Regions from separate parts of the Mus musculus genome. Here region 1 is linked to region 2. Evidence: chromatin contacts called from public promoter capture Hi-C data. All regions are on one chromosome and are shown on one strand. Each heading gives the region's core, a stretch centred on a gene start, on an enhancer-like site or on the middle of the called end of the contact. The rest is flanking DNA. Distances are from core to core; before and after follow the strand shown.

The links. Promoter capture Hi-C pulls out the DNA fragments that hold promoters and counts their contacts.
Region 1: a promoter capture Hi-C map of hippocampal neurons shows a contact between it and region 2, with 6 times the contacts expected there. The contact joins the promoter of Vnn3 here to the promoter of Hbs1l in region 2. A contact is called at or near these places in 2 of 39 promoter capture datasets (hippocampal neurons and liver).

Annotation. Positions count from the first base shown.
Region 1 is chr10:23,849,183-23,853,771 of GRCm38.p6, reverse strand. Vnn3 (vanin 3) reads right to left here and starts at 2,310. Exons shown (of 7, transcript NM_011979.2): 1 at 1,976-2,310; 2 at 1,735-1,865. The coding sequence starts at 2,188.
Region 2 is chr10:21,293,500-21,297,646 of GRCm38.p6, reverse strand. Hbs1l (Hbs1-like (S. cerevisiae)) reads right to left here and starts at 1,668. Exons shown (of 18, transcript NM_019702.2): 1 at 1,471-1,668. The coding sequence starts at 1,513.

The DNA.
Region 1 (4,589 bases), core at 1,061-3,560, 2.6 Mb before region 2:
AAGGTGAGGCTTGACTCAAATAGCAGAGCTCAAATATGGAAGCTTTGGATTTTCTTTCCAGCTGGCTTCAGGGGGCCAGAATTATGTCTAAAAGCTCTTCCTCGGAGCAGTGGTTCTCAGCCTTCCTAACACTGCGGCCCTTTAAGACGGTTCCTCGTCTTGTGGTGACCCTCAACCATAAAATTATTTTTGTTGCTACTTCTTAACTATAACTTTGCTGCTGTTATAAATCATAATGTAAATACGTGTGTTTTCCAGTGGTCTTACATGACCCTTGTTAAAGTGTTTGACGCAAAGGGATCACAACCCATGGATTGAGAACCACTGCCTTGAAGGCAATAGATATGAGTCTGAACGGGTGCATGCAGATATAAAGTTGGCAACTGAAAGCAGTTTTAAAATTTCCCTACTTAAAAAAAAATCACCTGTGAACTATGCTAAAAGGTAAGGACACCAACAAATCTATCTCATCTTCATTTAAATTAATAAACATAATTTCTTAATTAAATATATATTTTAAGGAAGTTATGCTCAAACCACACTTATTAATAATTTCTAAAATCTCTATTAAAAAAGTTTGTAGTAGTTTACACATGTTTTCTTCTACCAAAAAGAAGTCGTTGTGACCTGAGATGTTAAAAAGAACACTGCAGGGTAAAGGGTCACACACACCATTTTGTTTGACATTCTTGTCTATTCTATAAGGAAAGTAGGGATGGAATTTCATTGCACTCATATTATAGACAGAGAAACATTTGTGCTGTGTACCCATCCACTCAGCTGGGAGGTAGTAAGATGTGGACTCAGAAAGGAAGCTTCCTGTTCAAGCCCCCTGAAACTCCCATGCACCTTACTGACTACTGTGGAACCAAGGTGACGGCACGGTGTTAGCAACACAGGCTCTGGAAGGGTTAGCTTGGGAACCGTTCACAGTTTCCCCAGTGTTCTCCCCTATGGATCCACTCACAAGCCTAACCAGTGTCTTCCTGTAGACTCTCAGGTGGTATATTTATATTATCTAAAAGCTGGCCTTAGATTTTTCAACAGTTTCCAGTTGGACTTCCTTCAGCCGTGATACTCACCCCCTTCTCGCTCTCTTCCCTTTCTCCCTCTCGCCCCTGCCTGCCTGTCTCTGTTTCTCTGTCTCTGTCTATCTCTTATCTCTCTGTCTCTGTGTCTCTCTGTCTCTATCGCTCTGTCTGTCCATCTGTCTGTATCCATGTCTTTACAGACAGTCATAGGTAGTTGTTTTAATGTGTCTCTGGACCTTAGAAACAGTGACTGGAAAAGAAAAAGGAAAAGGAAAAGGAAAAGGAAAAGGAAAAGGAAATGGAAAAGGCAAAGGCAAAGGAAAAGGCAAGGCACACAGGCTCCTTAATCATTTCACTCTTCTTGTGAAGGCTCCTGGGCGAACCCACTGACTTGCACTTGAGAGCTCAAGTTCCAGAAGTACCATTCTCACTTGGCTGAAACTTAGTTAAACATACTTGTGGGGAACAGTTCACATGCTAGATTTTAAAGAGAACTGTTGTCGTAATGAATCAAGTATTCTTAGCCAAAGATATTTGCCACATGAAGGCACAGTGAGTAGCAGACACTATGAAGCATTAGGCCAGTGCCACAGACTGTCTAATCATCAGAAAAAAATAACAAGTCAAGCCTGGTGACATTACTGCTCTATCTCATCGTTAACTCTTTGTTGACAGAGTCATTTACTCTTTGGCATGATGTTACCTCCTAGGGTCTCTACAGGGAATCCAGTTCACTTCAGGGTCTGGTATATCCTCTAGGTAGGGGTAAATGGTCTCCCTGGTGAAGATCCAACCATAGATTCCATCTTCTGGCGTCACAATGATATGTGCACCCTGCTCAAAACAGACATGGAAAGAAAAGTTTCCTCATCATTTTTAAATATCTACATTCTTGTCCAGCTGCAATCAATATCCCATCTCAGACATGAACAAAAGAGTGTTACCTGTCTGGCTGCCAGCTTGATTGCACTCTCCAAAATGTCTATGTTCTTGTTTATCAGGAGCAAAGCCTCTTCAGTGGAAACAGGACTTTCAGTTTTGTTTGGCAGTATAACAGCATGTTCATACACAGCAGCAATAAAAGTGTCCATTGAACCCACAGCCTGGGCAAAGAAGACAAAACTCACTGCCCATTGAGGAAAATGTAATGAAGCCATAATTAAAATAGAGTGATCTCTGAAAATCAGAAGGTTCTTCTACTGTATCTCAGTGGGAAAAAAAAATATTCAGACGCAAGTCGTGATGCCAGCCAGCTGCCTGTGAATATATTATGGAACACGGCATTGAGGAACAGGGTTATGCAAGATTGGCAGAAGTTCAGAATTGCATGAGCATGGGTTTGCAGCAATTGTTGACATTGCTCAGAGGCCAACTCATCTCTAAAAGGGAAATCACTGAACCAACCAGTTGAGTCCATACTAAACGTACTGGTCAAGTTCTTAATTGGTGTATTTTTAAATTAAAGGTATTTTACTAGCACACCAATATTCCCATTAGTACAGTAAATACTGTGGTGTTCTAGAAGACAGCTATCACATCAACAATTTGTTGAGGATTTATACTTATGGCTGCAATAGGGACAAAACAGTCTAAGAAAAGCCTGAGGGTTTTATTTTAATTAGATTTGTTTTGTTTTATTTGTATGGGTATTTTGCCTCTATGTGTGTATCTGTACCAAGTCCATGACTGGTCAGGTCAATCCAGGAAGGTCAGAAGACGGTGTCAGATTTCCCCGTGGAATTGGAGTTTCAGGGGTTATGAGTATTGGTGGTGACAAGGATACTGAGAAACAAATCCAGGTCTTCTGAAAGAACAAGTGTTCCTAACTACTAAACCATTTCTCCAGCCATCCTTTGTTTCATTTGAGAATTTCATACAGGTCTATAATGTGTTTTAGTCAAACACACAAATCCAACCCCCATTCTCACACCTCTTCTCTCTCTCTCTCTCTCTCTCTCTCTCTCTCTCTATATATATATATATATATATATATATATATATATATATATATATATATATATATATATCAGGTCCAAATGAGTCCAGGTTTTCCATAGTTGATGGTAGGGGGAAGGAGTCTCTAGGACAGGAGCCTAGAATAACTTTCCTCTGAGAGGCTCCACCCAGCAGCCAATGGAATGAGATGCAAGACTCATATCAAACATTAGATGGAGCTTGGGGAGCCTTATGGAAGAGCTGTGGGAAGGATTGAGGGACCTGAAGAGAACAAGGACTCCACAGGAAAACCAACAGAGTCAACTAACCTGGACCCTTGGGGGCTCCCAGAGACTGAATCACCAACCAAAGAGCAAGCATAAGCTGGACCTACCTAGGTCCCTGCACGTATGTAGCAGATCTGTAGCTTGGTCATTATGCAGGTCCTCCAACAGAAGAGAGGACTGTCTCTAACTCAGCTGTCTGCCTGCCTGCCTTGTCTGCCTGCCTTTGGATCCTGTTTCCCTAACTGGGCTGCCTTATCTGGCCTCAGTGAGAGAGGATGCACCTAGCCCTGCAGAGACTTGATGTGCAGGAGGCAGAGTAAGGGCTGGGGGTGGGCAATACCTAGAGGGGAACTCCCCTTTCTCAAAGGAGGGAAGAATGCAGAGAGGATTTGCATGAGGGGTACTGGGAAAAAAAGGGGGGCTGACATTGGGATGTAAAGTGAATAAATAAATTTAATAAAAATAAAATAAAATTTGACCAAAGAAAGAAAAACAGAAATAAAACCTTATCTTTCTTCCCCCAGCAGCAACCAATTGCCACCTTCTGCACTGGAGTGAGACTTCAGCAGCCTCTCCTCCATCCTTGCTGAATTTTAGGCAGCTTGATCTAGAGTGGGTCTTATGCAGTCTATAGGTTCTGAGTTTGTGTGTGCCAGGGCCCTCTCATGTCCAATGTGCAAATGCAATTCACTGTAGATGTTCACTATTTCTGGCTTTTACATTCTTTCCATTGCCTCCTCCACAGTCATCTTTGATCCTTGGGGAGGTGAGTGATTTAGATTTGTCATTTAGAGCTGAGCACTCCACTCTTTCTTACTCTCTGCATGTGTGCCAGTTATGGGTCCCTGTGTTAATCAATGTAGAAGAAGAAAAGGAGGAGGAGGAAGAGGAGGAGGAGGAGGAGGAAGAAGAAGGAGGAGGAGAAAGAGGAGCTTCTCTGATGAAGGTTAAGAAATGTACTAATCTACATATGTAAAGATACGATCTTAGGGTGAAGTTTATTTCTATGTCCATTTAGAATAATAGTGTTAAATTCTTTTCCTAGGGTCTATGACAGTCTGCCATAGTGATCTGAATGAGAATCCCCCCCCCCCCCCCAATAAGCTCATGTAATAACCGGCCCCAGTTCGTGGTGGTATCAGGTAGGTTTTTGAGGTATAACGTTGTTGGAGGAAGTATGTCATTGGTCGTGGGCTTTGAGGGTATAAGAGTCACAACATTTCTAGTTTCTTCTCTCTGCTTTGTGTTTAAAGATCAAGATGTGAGCTCTCAGCAACCACTTCATGCCACTATGCCAGCTGTTTGCCACTGTACTCCTCTGCCCTGATGGACTTTT
Region 2 (4,147 bases), core at 419-2,918:
TAACTCTAATGAAATTAGAATACTTTTGTGAAGTTTTAATTACTGAAAGCCCAAAAGGAAGCCTAACTGGGAAGAAGAAAATGGAAAATGAACTTTTATGAACAGGAAGGGAGGAACATCCCAAGACAGGCTACGCTTGCTTATGATGTCACTGATTGTTACAAAGGAATCAAACCTGACCTCAGGTAGCCAAGGTAAGAAGGTATTCGGCACTCAGAGGCTACACAGAAATCCCAGCCCTTCCCTTCTAATTTAGACCCTCTCTTTTGCATCGTTTCTATATTACTGTCATCACACTGTGGAATCTCTCATGCTTTAACCAGCTGTTACTGTAAACAGTCCTCATGTGTTAAGCAGTACCCTTAAATAGTCAATTATCACTGGCTGAGGAAATATATTGGTAATAAATGTCCCTTATTTCACAGCTACACAATCTCTTCCAGACTAAAGTCATTTCTTAGTGGTAGTGGTCCACCAGGCCTTTTATACAGACACTATGTATTCTTACAGTGAATGCCTGCCAAGTAAGATATTCCAGGCAGACTGGGTCAAAGTCTCCAGATGCAGCCCAGGTTGTTGGTTGGTCAAACCTGTTGAGGACACTGAAGCTCACAATCCCCCCAAAGGGGGTGTTAATAACAACCGCCTGCGTAAACATTGCATCTTCTCCATTTTAAAAAGCAGCAGGTCTTTAGGATTCTTGCATCACTTTACATTTGTGTTTATTTTTAGCTTCTGTGATGCTAAATGATGCTTATTATCATCCACTCAATGCCAACAAACTGCGAGTCCCTTTTTCATGACCTCCCCGCTGGTGTTATTTTTCCATTTCCTTTTTAAAATCAATCTACATTAAGCACTGTTTGCCAATAACTGAATTTATACACCTGAACATCAGCAAATCGACCCAATTTCTTGAGCCCTTTTAAACAAGAATCTTTTCTGTTTCTCACGTCCCCAGTTTTGAAATCCGTTGGAAAAAAATGGAGCAGTCAAAAACGCAGGGACACGGGGACAACGAAATAAATCTGACGTTTGTAGTAGGCCGGCCGCAGGTAAGCGCTAAGCCAGCCTCTTTTCTAACTACGGCCTCGTGGGCTTGTCTGAAGGAGGGCTTATGAGACAGACGTCAGGAACTCATTGCGGGATCCCCGCAGGAAACAGGGAAAGAAGAGGTGACGCTTGGATACGAACAGCATCGGATCCCGACCTCGCCACACCTATGGGCCCTGGAGATGCTACACCCCTGCCCGGTCGGTGAACTAGCTCAGCTAGGAGGCAGACAACACGCCGGCTTCCTCCCCGGGTGTTCCTCTCAGGTCCTGCTCGCTCTCCGCCCGCTCCCTCTCCGCCGAAGATCCCATTGCGAGCGTGGCTCCGGGGTCCATGCTCGATTCCAGGGAGATGTAAAGCGGCCATGGAGACAGCTGGAAGAGCTAAGGTCACGGCCGGCGCGGCCTTACCACCCACCTTCATCGTAGTTATATCCCCGGACGTTCCGATGCCGGGCCATCGCGCACAGACGGCGCCTGCCGCCGTCCCTTCCAGAAAAACTCGGCTCAGAAACCGACGAGGCGCAGACCGCGGGCGGAACACCTCTGCCGCGCCATCTTGTCTTCCGCCAGGCCTCTGCGCCGAGCGTCCGCGCATGCGCGACGTCATACCTGCGCACTTGGCGACGGCAAGCTCTCGGGGTCACTGCGGGCCTCCCGGGAACGCGTGCGCGCTCGCGAACTGGCGGGGGGGGGGGGGGGGCGAGGTCCCGCCCACAAGCGAATTGACTGACGTGGACTTCAAGGCCAGAAATGAAGCAACCAGAGGGTTGTTGAGCGGGATCCTTCACCTACACCGGTTTTCAGGATTATTTCCCAACTTTGGTTTTTGATCATCTGAAAAGCTGCCTATTTCGCTCAGTAAAAACAAGGACTTTGTTTCAGCTTTTAAGCCTTAGTAAACACTATAGGCAATCAATAAACGTGTAAATTTGGCATAATAATTAGTCCAAGCTGTAGAGGGAACTTTTTGAATGAGTAATTTTAGCTTTGAAATGTAGCCACACTGGGTCAATATGCTTCGCATGTAACTCATGGCTTCAGGTATGGGCTCCATATTAAATTCATTAACAGCTCTGGTAAACAACTGTCTGACCTTAGCTTTGTAAAATATTTCATTAGCACGAATTAATTAAGAAGGAAGCCTTAGACATTGATTGAATACATAAATATGTGAACTTGCTAAGGGTGTTTAGTACAGCTTTTCAGACACAGAACTAGCCTTGGGTGCTTATGATGTAATAATAACACATAAATCTATAACCTGTTATTAAACATCCTTGTTTCATACAACATAAGGCTAATAATGCTGTGTAAAAAACATCAACCTTATTATCACACTGAACAAACCATTTTATTGTAGCTTGTGCTTTCAATGCCAAGACCTGGAATCAAAGGCGAATGTCTAACACCACCTTACTCAGCTTTTCTAATCCACAACAATGAGGATAACACAAATTAAATCCATATTTGTAAAGGGCTCAGATTTGAGTTCTGACTGACTACCCAATGGTGTTCTTAACTCACAATGTTTCATATGGCTCCAAGGCAAAACTTTATAGACAAAAAAAAAAAAAAGTAGATGCTAATTTTATGATTTTTAAGTGTTTTATTTTATACCTTTAAATAATTTCCACATTGCAGCCTATTTCTTTGTAAGTGAAGATATTATCTTATACATTATCAAATTCATAAATAATATTTGCCCATGTAAGAGGACTTAGCACAGGACATTAAGTGCTAAAGAGTACTAAATGTGCTGGACCTGGTGGCTCAATTCCTTTAATCTTGGTACTCTGTAGACAGGGACAGGAGGACCAGGAATTCAAGGTCATCCTTGGCTACACAGGGAGTTCCAGGCCAACCAGCACTGTTGAGACCCTGTCTCAACGTCACGTACATAAAACTTAAAAACCAGGGTCAGCTTCTATCCCACTGTAAACGTGAATGCTGTTAATTACAAGTCACTGATGCGGCTATTGAAGTAAATGAGTTATAAACCGACCACATAACTAGTAGGGTGAATAAGAAAACAATCCTGCCTCAGACATGACACATAACTTGGGTGTGTGGACCAGTCTGTTCTGTATTGATTCCTGAAAATGGTATATTATTTACACTTGTTAGTTTCCCTGGCAAGGTGACATAACTCAGAGTCACCTGGAAATTGCCTCATCAGAATTGTCCTGTGAGGCAATGTCTTGATTGATTGATGCAAAGAGTTTCCAGTCTGCTCTACAGGGCAACCTCCTTAGTAGTGGGGCCTGGGCTGTAAGAGAAAGCAAGCCAAGCATGAGCAGAAGAGCGGGCCTGTAAGCAGTTGCACCTGTAGTTCCTGCTTCAGTCTCTGCTTCAGTTTCTACCTTGATGTCCCTCAGTGATGGATTGTAACTTGAAAGTGTGGGGCTGGTGAGACGACTGATGAGTTAAGAGCACTGACTGTTCTTCCGGAGGTCCTGAGTTCAATTCCCAGCAACCACATGGTGGCTCACTACCATCTCTAATGGGATCTTATGCCCTCTTCTGGTGTGTCTGAAGACAGTGACAGTGTACCCATATACATTAAATAAATAAATCTTAAAACAAAACAAAACAAAAACAAAAACCAACAAACAAACAACCTTGGAAGTGTAAGCCAAATAAACCCTTTCCTCCCATAGTTGTTTTTTTGGTTTTGGTTTTTGTTTTTGTGGGTTTTTTTTGGTCAGAGTCTTTTAACACACTGTACTGGCTGGTTTTGTATCTACTTGACACAATCTAGAGAGAAAGGAGTCTCAGTTGAAGAAATATGTCCATGAGATCCAGCTGTAAGGCAGTGTTAAGTATTAAGCAGGTGAGAGTCTAGCCCACTGTGGGTGGTGCCATCCCTGGGCTGGTGGTCCTGGGTTCTATAAGAAAGCAAGCTGAGCAAGCCAGGGGAAGCAATCCAGTAAGCAGCATCCCTCCATGGCCTCTGCATCAGCTCCTGCCTCTAGGTTCATACCCTGTATGAGTTCCAGTCCTAGCTCTCTTTTGGTGATGATCAGCAATGTGGAAGTGTAAGCTGAATAAACCCTTTTCCCCCAACTTGCTTCTTGGTCCCGGTGTTTTGCTGC